Linked DNA regions of Gossypium hirsutum: region 2 is linked to region 1. A link is a contact called in public Hi-C data. All regions are on one chromosome and are shown on one strand. The core of a region is the stretch at or near the end of the contact, and the rest is flanking DNA. Distances in the headings are between cores, read along the strand shown.

What was found. A called contact is a pair of places that touch in the nucleus more often than the background predicts.
Region 2: a Hi-C map of leaf shows a contact between it and region 1, with 1.9 times the contacts expected there. The contact joins the promoter of LOC107962527 here to the enhancer-like site in region 1. A contact is called at or near these places in 10 of 34 Hi-C or Micro-C datasets (anther, callus, leaf and 1 more).

The regions. Positions count from the first base shown.
Region 1 is chrA06:7,570,044-7,574,486 of Gossypium_hirsutum_v2.1, forward strand. It overlaps the pseudogene LOC121230377. Among protein-coding and RNA genes, the nearest start is that of TRNAQ-UUG, 2.8 kb to the left of the region's middle. Within about 2 kb of position 2,043, at least 3 of the 9 cell types and tissues checked have an H3K27ac peak or open chromatin away from gene starts, as enhancers often do. A contact at or near this core is called in leaf, where this site is marked.
Region 2 is chrA06:7,789,378-7,793,571 of Gossypium_hirsutum_v2.1, forward strand. It overlaps LOC107962527 (probable L-ascorbate peroxidase 6, chloroplastic/mitochondrial), which reads right to left and starts at 2,638. Exons shown (of 12, transcript XM_016898945.2): 1 at 2,259-2,638; 2 at 2,001-2,147; 3 at 1,364-1,484; 4 at 1,179-1,279; 5 at 1,012-1,099; 6 at 310-377; 7 at 152-238. The coding sequence starts at 2,423.

The DNA.
Region 1 (4,443 bases), core at 793-3,292:
AGATGGGGCTTTGGGGTGCCAGGCATTGGAAGTGGCCAAATATGATATTCAGTACCGTGACGGGTGGGCTGGACAAGATTTGCTCACAATCATGCTTCTTCGTGAAAAGGTTAAAAGGTCTTTTTCAATCTCGATGTTTATCTCTTTACCTATTAATCTTTTGGGAAGCTTTTATTTGCGTTAGCTTGTTGGATGTGCTTGTAGGCAGTGGAAGTGTTGAATACTTTGGCTCGTGAATTCAAGTCTATGGGCACCATGAAGAAGGAGCTCACAGAATTGCAAGGAGAACTTGCAGAAGCTGACATACAAGTAGCCAAAATTAGAGGTTAATGGAACTGCGAGGTAGATAAACTGTGATTCTTATAATTTCTACTATGAGAAGCATGCAACAAGGATTACAGAAAAATCCAATGATTCTGGGTCAGACTTGAATTAATTACCATAAGCATCATAGTAATGATAATAGTAAAAAAAGAACAACCACAATACGTTCGGATTCAAATTGATTGCTTCGAGCCATGGGTTATTTTTTGTGGAAACATTGGCAAATCAAGAAGTTTTCCAGAACACCTGTGCACATAGAGCATGTCCTCTGCACCTTGGTTCAGTGAAAGGTCATATCCAATGTCCCTACCACCATTAGTAAGATTTGAGGAAGTTTACAGCCACTCGGTATCGTATTTTTCTGAAAAGGAAAGACATATATTGATGAATGGTTTACACACTAGATATGCTTTCACTGATATCCAGTCCATCAATGTGTTTAACCAGTTGTAAAAAAATGTTTCAAGAACATGTGTCAGAGTGGGAATACACATCAGATGGAAAATGTTTAAAATTGCCATCAACGCGATTGCACAATGTGAAGATGAAGTCATTGTGTTAAAACAGTATCTTCCTTATTGGTATTCGAACATCTCAGTTTGGTTAAGTTCTATACACCGTCATCAAGGCTCCAAGGATACTGGGACCCTTATCCTATTGATATGGAATTTCGACCACCGGGTTTGGTACTGTTGACGTCGGGATATCAAAGCCTGGGAAAGTACCAAAGAGTGCACAACACATCTTCACCAGGTTCATGTATGCTTTTACCTTTCATCAACAACGACAACAAGATTATTATATAGAATGTTGTCACGGAGGCATGTCTCATTTTTCCATTATTTGGGTAGTGGATTAGCGGGCTTGAGTAGCTAAAAACCTAGTTGAAAATTGAAACCCCCCTTGGCTACATAACCAAATGACTTTCTGACAACATTTGGTAGCTATGATAGACCATTCTCGTGATAGTGCTTATGACTAACCTTTTGAAAGCAGCTAAACTTGAAAATTCTTCAAGAATATGGTCAGTTTTTGCTTTTGTATTGTCTTTCAAGACTTGAGCAACGAGACCATGTCAGTGGCATTAAGCATTTATATGAGCCTGTGTCTTTCCTATCATTGGTGTTTGAATGGGCAGACATGTATGATACTTTATCAATAAAATTTATTGATATACTAATCAACACCTTATTACACAAGAAAGAAACTAAAAATCCAGTATATACAGAAGCAATCTAAACCCCTTATTACCCCATCAAGGTTCTTCACCAAAAGGGAAAATTTTAGATAGCAGAGCCACAAAAGGGGCAGAACCTGAACTCGGGCTCAACAAGCTTGTCACAAAAACGGCAGCAGATGAAGAATCGATCTTGGGAGGTGGAAAAGACAAATCCTGAGGGAAGAAAAGTTTGCAATTGTTACAATGCAAGAGTGGGTCTTTCCCAGGCCATCTCCAAACAGGCACAAAGAAAAGCTTCAATACTTTCTCATACTCCACAAGATCAGCTCTGGAACCACAGTTTATGCACCTTCCCACACCTGATTTCAGCACTTGTCTTGCTTGTTGCTCTAATCCACCCACAAAGAAAAAGAACATCTTCTCTTCTTTTTTTTTGAAAGGTAGGATTGTTTGCCTGTGTTCTTCTGGGGTTTGATTGAAGCTCTTGCGGGGGCTGGGTTTCGCCTTTTATTGATGAGAACGGAAGTGTAGGAATATGAAGTTTAAGCTAAAAAAGGAGCAAAGTGGAGAGTTCTGGGTTTTTCTTCGGCATCAAGGTATTGGGCAGTGTAAGGTTCTAGAAATGAGTTCTAGAAATGAGTGGGCCTTTTATTTTTTTTTTTTTTTTATGGAAACTTCATTTAGCAAAGAAAAGGTATAAGCAAAACGGGAACACAAGTCCTATCCAGCCAAAAGCCCATTAAGTTATAGACTCACTCACCTACATTGAATAGAGAAAGTTTGATCCCATGCCCATTAAAGCCCCAAAATACTAGTAAACCTAATGACACAGAAAAGCACTCTCATTGCTTGAATCAAACCTCCCTATCAAAATTGGGAGCAAAGAGATTCTCGTGATTGTAGAAATATCTCTAACTTGAATCAATAGATGTAATAGAATTTTAGACAAAATTAAGTTCTTGTGGAACCTAATAGACCAAAATCCGAGTGGTCCAAAGACATTAAAAAAAAAAAAAAAGGGAGCAAGATGGAGAGGCGTTTGTGTGCTTGAAATGAGGGATGCTGGATAGCAGTTGAATTGTTAAAAACTTGTGGTGTAAGAAGACAAATTTGAGGGAAATAAGATACAGACTTGAGGCGTGACTATTCTTTAGGTTTTAATTTTGCCTCTAGAATATAAAAAGTCTTAAAACAACAAAAAAATAGAATAATGAAAATAGCATTATTGAGTTTTATATGTGCATAATGTGTTTTTTTTTATTAAAGAAAGTGTCACTTAATACATAATTTATGACATAAATTATGTTTTTCCATAATATAATAATTATCCAAAAACTATGTTTGTTCATTACGAGTCTTTTGCAGAAAATTATATTTTTTCAAATAAATTTGTTCAAACACAAATAAAAATAAAAATAATTATAATTATAATTATCTCAAAATATAAAAGTAATAATTATATATAAAAAACTATTTACATCATCAAATTCAAGCTCAAAGTGTCTTGTCCTTTTACCATATCCATGTACATAAAACTCAATAGGTAATCACCCAATTTAATTAACCAAGTTATAAAAAAAAATTCTATTTAAATTCTTTATACTATATATCTTCCTTCAAGAAAAAAGGACATTGCAAACTATTATAGGGGGAAGTGTGTGACTGACATAAGCAAAGCAACGATGCAGCAAGGTAATGAGTGGGCGGAACCACCACCTTGCCTGTTTAGGATGAGGCACGATGCCGACAGGGGCTTAACTGCTGGGCAACTGGACGGAGATGCAAAAGCAGTGTAGAGCAAGGATAAGCAAAAGGACCGATGAGCTTGTTGCTAAACGTCAGCAAGGAGGAGCAAAAGGAGTTGCCTTGGAATTGCAAATGAGAGAAAAATAGGGGGAGATTTTGTTGTGAGTCTCCTTTTATTTTGAAAGTATTAATATATATATTTGATATGATTGTGAGTTTGAACTATTTGGTTAAATAAGAAATCGATGGTTTCGTATTATAAAATTATGAGAGGATTAAATCATTGTAAAATTAATTGAACTAATAAAAAAATAATTGAATTGATTAAAAACTATTTGAATAGGATTTTTATTAATTTAAATATTTAATTTTGTGATTATAATTTATAAAATGAATGTTTGGGTTTATATTATTATTTATTATTTTTCTGATTTTTTATTTTTATTTGGGGATTGATGGTCTAATTTGTTTAACAGTTGATTCTTACAACATTAATATTTTAATCTCTCAACTTAAGAACTTGTGCCTCATTGATACCTAATTTATTTTTTGTACCTAAATGATATTTGAACTTAGAAAATGTTAATCAAGTTGTATTCTATTGTAATTATATTTTGTTTAGCCCAAACTCGAATTGAATTTGAATTTCATGACTTCTCATATTATTATGTCATAATAATTTTATTATTTTATTAAAAATGAGAAAGAAGATAAAAAATAGTTTTTTTAAAAAGGTTTTGAATGAAACAAAAACATCATAAAATAATCAAAAGATTAATTAAGCTCATAATTAAAAATTACAATGAATATAACCCCTAATCGAAAATTATTATGTAATAAATATAAAAATGTTGGAAATTAAAAAATAAAAAAATTTATTAAATCTATAAAAAAAGTCTTAGAAGAAAAAGTAAAAAAATAAATAAATCCTTAAAAAAATTATCCTATAGGACATCTAGTAATAATAAAAAAAACAACTAGAGCCTCTTGTTAATGGAAATTGTTGTAACCATTAATAAATATTGACATGTGACATGCCACATAGATAATATGTTGACTTGGCATCCCACATCAATATATATTTAAAAAATAAAAATCCTAAAAAATTATTATACATGTATTCCCATAATGAATTTGGAGACATAATCATCAAAGTTCATTTGAATCTAGACACTAATATGTTTAGGTTATTT
Region 2 (4,194 bases), core at 1,388-3,887, 220 kb after region 1:
ATTTTCTATGGTAAGTACAATAAACTATAACGGTAAGCATTTCCCCCAAAAATTTCTAGCCTCGATCAAGAATCAGAAATGATAAATAAACGACTGAAGTTACTGAGACAAAGATTTTCCCTATCCATATCAACACAGGCAGATTAAATACCGTATATTTGGTTTCTGGTTTACCCCAACCGCTACGTTCTGGTCTGGACCTCCCAAGCGTGTGTGCACCAGATAATGCAACAATTTCCTACATGTCAGAAGGTCAGATGATTAAGATCATTGTTCCATCATAATAAGGATTTTTACAATGAAGTTTACCTTGTCATTTAATCCCATTCGGTAGAAAACCTCTCGTAGATGATCAGCAGGTGAAGGTGGTCCAGCATCTAAGCAACAGAGAAACGCTATAAGGTTAGTGGTCTCTAGACATAAGCATAAGCGAATGCATTGGTACCTATGAGGGAAAAAGGAGGCATAAGCAATGCCCAAATTATGCTAATAGTCTGAAGTCTAAACAACCTAGAAGCACGAAGTGTGCAAACGTAAGGCAACATAAAGCTATGTTAATAATATTCTAGGTTCTTAGGTGAACAACTGTCATACAATGACGGCTAAAACATGGTCCGCCTGTTTATCTTTAAGAACCTAGTATTACTCTTCTGAAAATTTTAAGGATCCCCATATTCTTATTAATCTATAATAATGTCATTTCAGGTATTTGCTGCTATATGCTGCAGATTAGGGAGCACGTAGTTATATCTCTTCCTTTTCCAGATACAGATAAATAATCTGTTAACCATAACCACTTCACAACAGTGCAGTAAACTTCCCAGAAATTCAGAATTAAATGGACTAAAACAAGACACGTTCAATTCATTGTCCAATCATTCAAGCCAGTTAGCAGCCCAGCTTGCCAATGGATTGTATGCCTCAAGTTTCCAGTTACATTTCTTAATTTAGGAATCTCCCCACAATTTAAATTGACATGAACAATCATGCACCATTATAAGGTTCACTTGCCAGGTAGCCTGCCCTCCTCAGGACACTCATTAGGACCGGAGACATCCACCCTTCCATATTTCATGGGAATTTTGGGTCCTCCAGCCTCCTGAATTACATGTCGATTCTTAGTACAACTACAAAATCAATCAAAAAGATATACATTCAAGAGTAACAGCAAGTAAGACCTCAATAGCAGTAGCACTAGCCAACTGGAACAAATCAGCAAAAGTTACATCAGAGTACTTGTCCTTGATAGGCTGAATAAGACTCAATGCATTCACTAGGCCTGAAACAAAAGATAATGAGACAACAGTGCTACCAATTACCAACTAACTAATTACATTGTATAAGTAGACAAAGAACATGTTACCAGCATTGGCGGCATGTTTTAGCTCTACTTCAAACCTAAGACTTCCATTCGCTCCACCCCTTTGTGGCCATTCCTCAATGTTCTTGTTGTAGGTACCAGCATCATGCCATCCTAGGCGAACCTGAAGTTTATAAAATCAAATTTCAAGTATATGAAAATAAACATCGTTTATCCTCGGCTAAAACTAAGTACAATATACATGTTTTAAAAGAAAATGATCTTGTAAATATGCACACTCACTGACTCTCAGTTTTTCTCTCCTCTTGGCATTGGAATTTGAAATTATTTGTTTCTATGTATTAGAGTGAAAAATAATCACCCTCATGTTTTCTTGCTCATGGCTTTACTTTTCTACCTAACATACTCAAAATTCTTTTTTTTTTTTTTTAACTTCTCCACCTTTCTCTTTTCATCCTTTCACTCTACATATTATTAATGCTGCTTAAACTGAAACCACCCTTAATGCTCTACCTAAACTACTAATAAGTACTTCATTTCTTCAAATATGAAATAAAATTCATTAAATTCAAACATTTATTCGCAATATACCGAGAAATCTTTCTTCTATGCTAAAAACTCAAAGAGCATAGCGACATTATTCCCAAGAAAGAAAGAACAAGAATTAAGACATTAATACCAGAATAGGATGGCAGAACTGAGAGTTGAGAAGTTGCTTGAGATCTTCTCTAGCACTCTTCAACTGATCAGGATTCGAAGCTGCACATTTCGGACTTGCAACTGTGCCGAATCCTCTGCTACTCGACACATTAACTGCCGATCTCCTCTATTTTATGAACAAAAAACAAAATTAACTAAAAAGAATAAGAACATTTATATAAAAAATAAAAAAATAAAAAGAAAGAAAGAACTAGGAAATGTGAAAGGAGGAATTAACCTGGTGGGAAGAGAAATGAGAAGATGGAGAGAAAGCGAAGGGCTTAAAAGAGGAAGAGAAAGAAAGGAGAGAAAAAGAGGTGGGGGGATGGAGAGAAAGTCGAACTCCGGGGGAGGAAGATGCTAAGATTCGAGAAGAGGCGGTGGTGCCTAGAGACGAAGTCATTGGCCGACGGAAGCTGCGGTGGTTGAGGAGGTTGTGCGCGACGGCGAACGACAGTTAGGAGCTTTTCAGTAATAGTTTTCACTTTCAGCTGATCTGTGATAATGGCTGTGCCATTTGGCTCTGCGCTTTGTCTCCAATTGTTTTGGATTAAGAAGTCGTTATTTTGGACCAATAGCAAGCCCCCAAATCCAAAAAAAAAAAAATTGCTCTCCAAACGGTTTTGGTAACATCCGATGCATTAAAAACTATGGAAAATTACATCCAAATCATTAAATTATTAGTAAATTTATGTTTTAGTTATTTAACTTTAAAAGGATACAAAATAGTCATTGAATTATCCAAAAGTTTCATTTAAGTCATTAGACTGTTAAAATCATTGTTGCATGGCTTTTTCTGCTCACACGACTTACATTAATCAAAAACTCCTATTCCCTTTCTCTTCTCTAGCTCAATTTTTTTCATAAAACAAATTTGAAAGTTACGAATCTGCAAACCAAAATCTAAACAGCTGTATTATCCAATCTCCGACACTGATCATCAAATTAACTTGAATCTAAAGTATGTTCTACTCGTCGATGAGTGTCAATCCACTATATCAATCATCAAATTGTCGTTTAGAGCTTGCTAATCGAATTTTTTTTTAAAAAAGAAACTTATCAGCCCAGTTACTTAAATAAAAAATTTTGAATAGTTCAATAACTTAAAATGAAAATTTTTGAATAATTTAGTGACCATTTTGTAACTTTTTGAAGCTGAGTGGCCAAAACGTTAAAGGGTAATGACAAAAATTTCATATAAACTATTTTTTTATACTATGCCTAAAATTACTCATAACTCCTCTCCAATCCATAAATAGAAGAACAATGCACTTTAGCGTACTCAGACTCATCCTCCTGCATTAGCAACAATGCCTATGCTAATCAAACTAAGATTCAATAGATTATTTTTCTTATAAATTTAAATTTATCAATTTCATTTTTAATTTGTTTTTCGTTTCTTTTCTTAATTTTCTTCTAAATTTAAATTTAAATTTTCCAAGACACCCACCTTTTTATTTTAAAGCTAAAAAAATTGTCAATCAAGTTTATCTCCTTCCTAATTAAAATTTTTATTTAAATATAAATAAAATTCAACAAAAAATGTCATTCGTCCATTAACTTTAACAGTTGATCATTAAAGAATAGCTGTCCCTCATTTTTTTCAGTTAATGTCATCTTGTGTCACAACTATGGCGTGACATGTGGCAAAAAAATATAAAAAAATAAAAATCAATAAAACTTATACAAATTATTAAATTTTAATAAAAATATTTACAAATTAGAAAAAATTGTAAAATTTTATAAAAATCATAAAAAAATTATAAAATGCATCAAAAAGGCCCTTTAACCATTAACTTTAACTGTTGACCATTAAAGTGAATGACCCCCAGTTTTTTTTCCAGTTGAAGTCATCATATGTCGCAACACAATGTGACATATGACAAAAAATGATAAAAAATAAAAATCAATAAAGTTATAGAAAAATTATAAAATGCTTCTTTTAGTACGATAATTTTTTATATTTCTTTACAAATTTTAAATTTCTTTACATTTTTTTATAATTTTCTTACGATTTTACAAAATTTTATATATTTTTTCTATATTTCTATATATTTTATAATTTTTTATGATTTTTATAAAATTTTACAATTTTTTTATAATTTTTTTCTAATTTTTAATTTTTAAATATTTTTTATTAAATTTAATCATTTTTATAACTTTTATTGATTTTT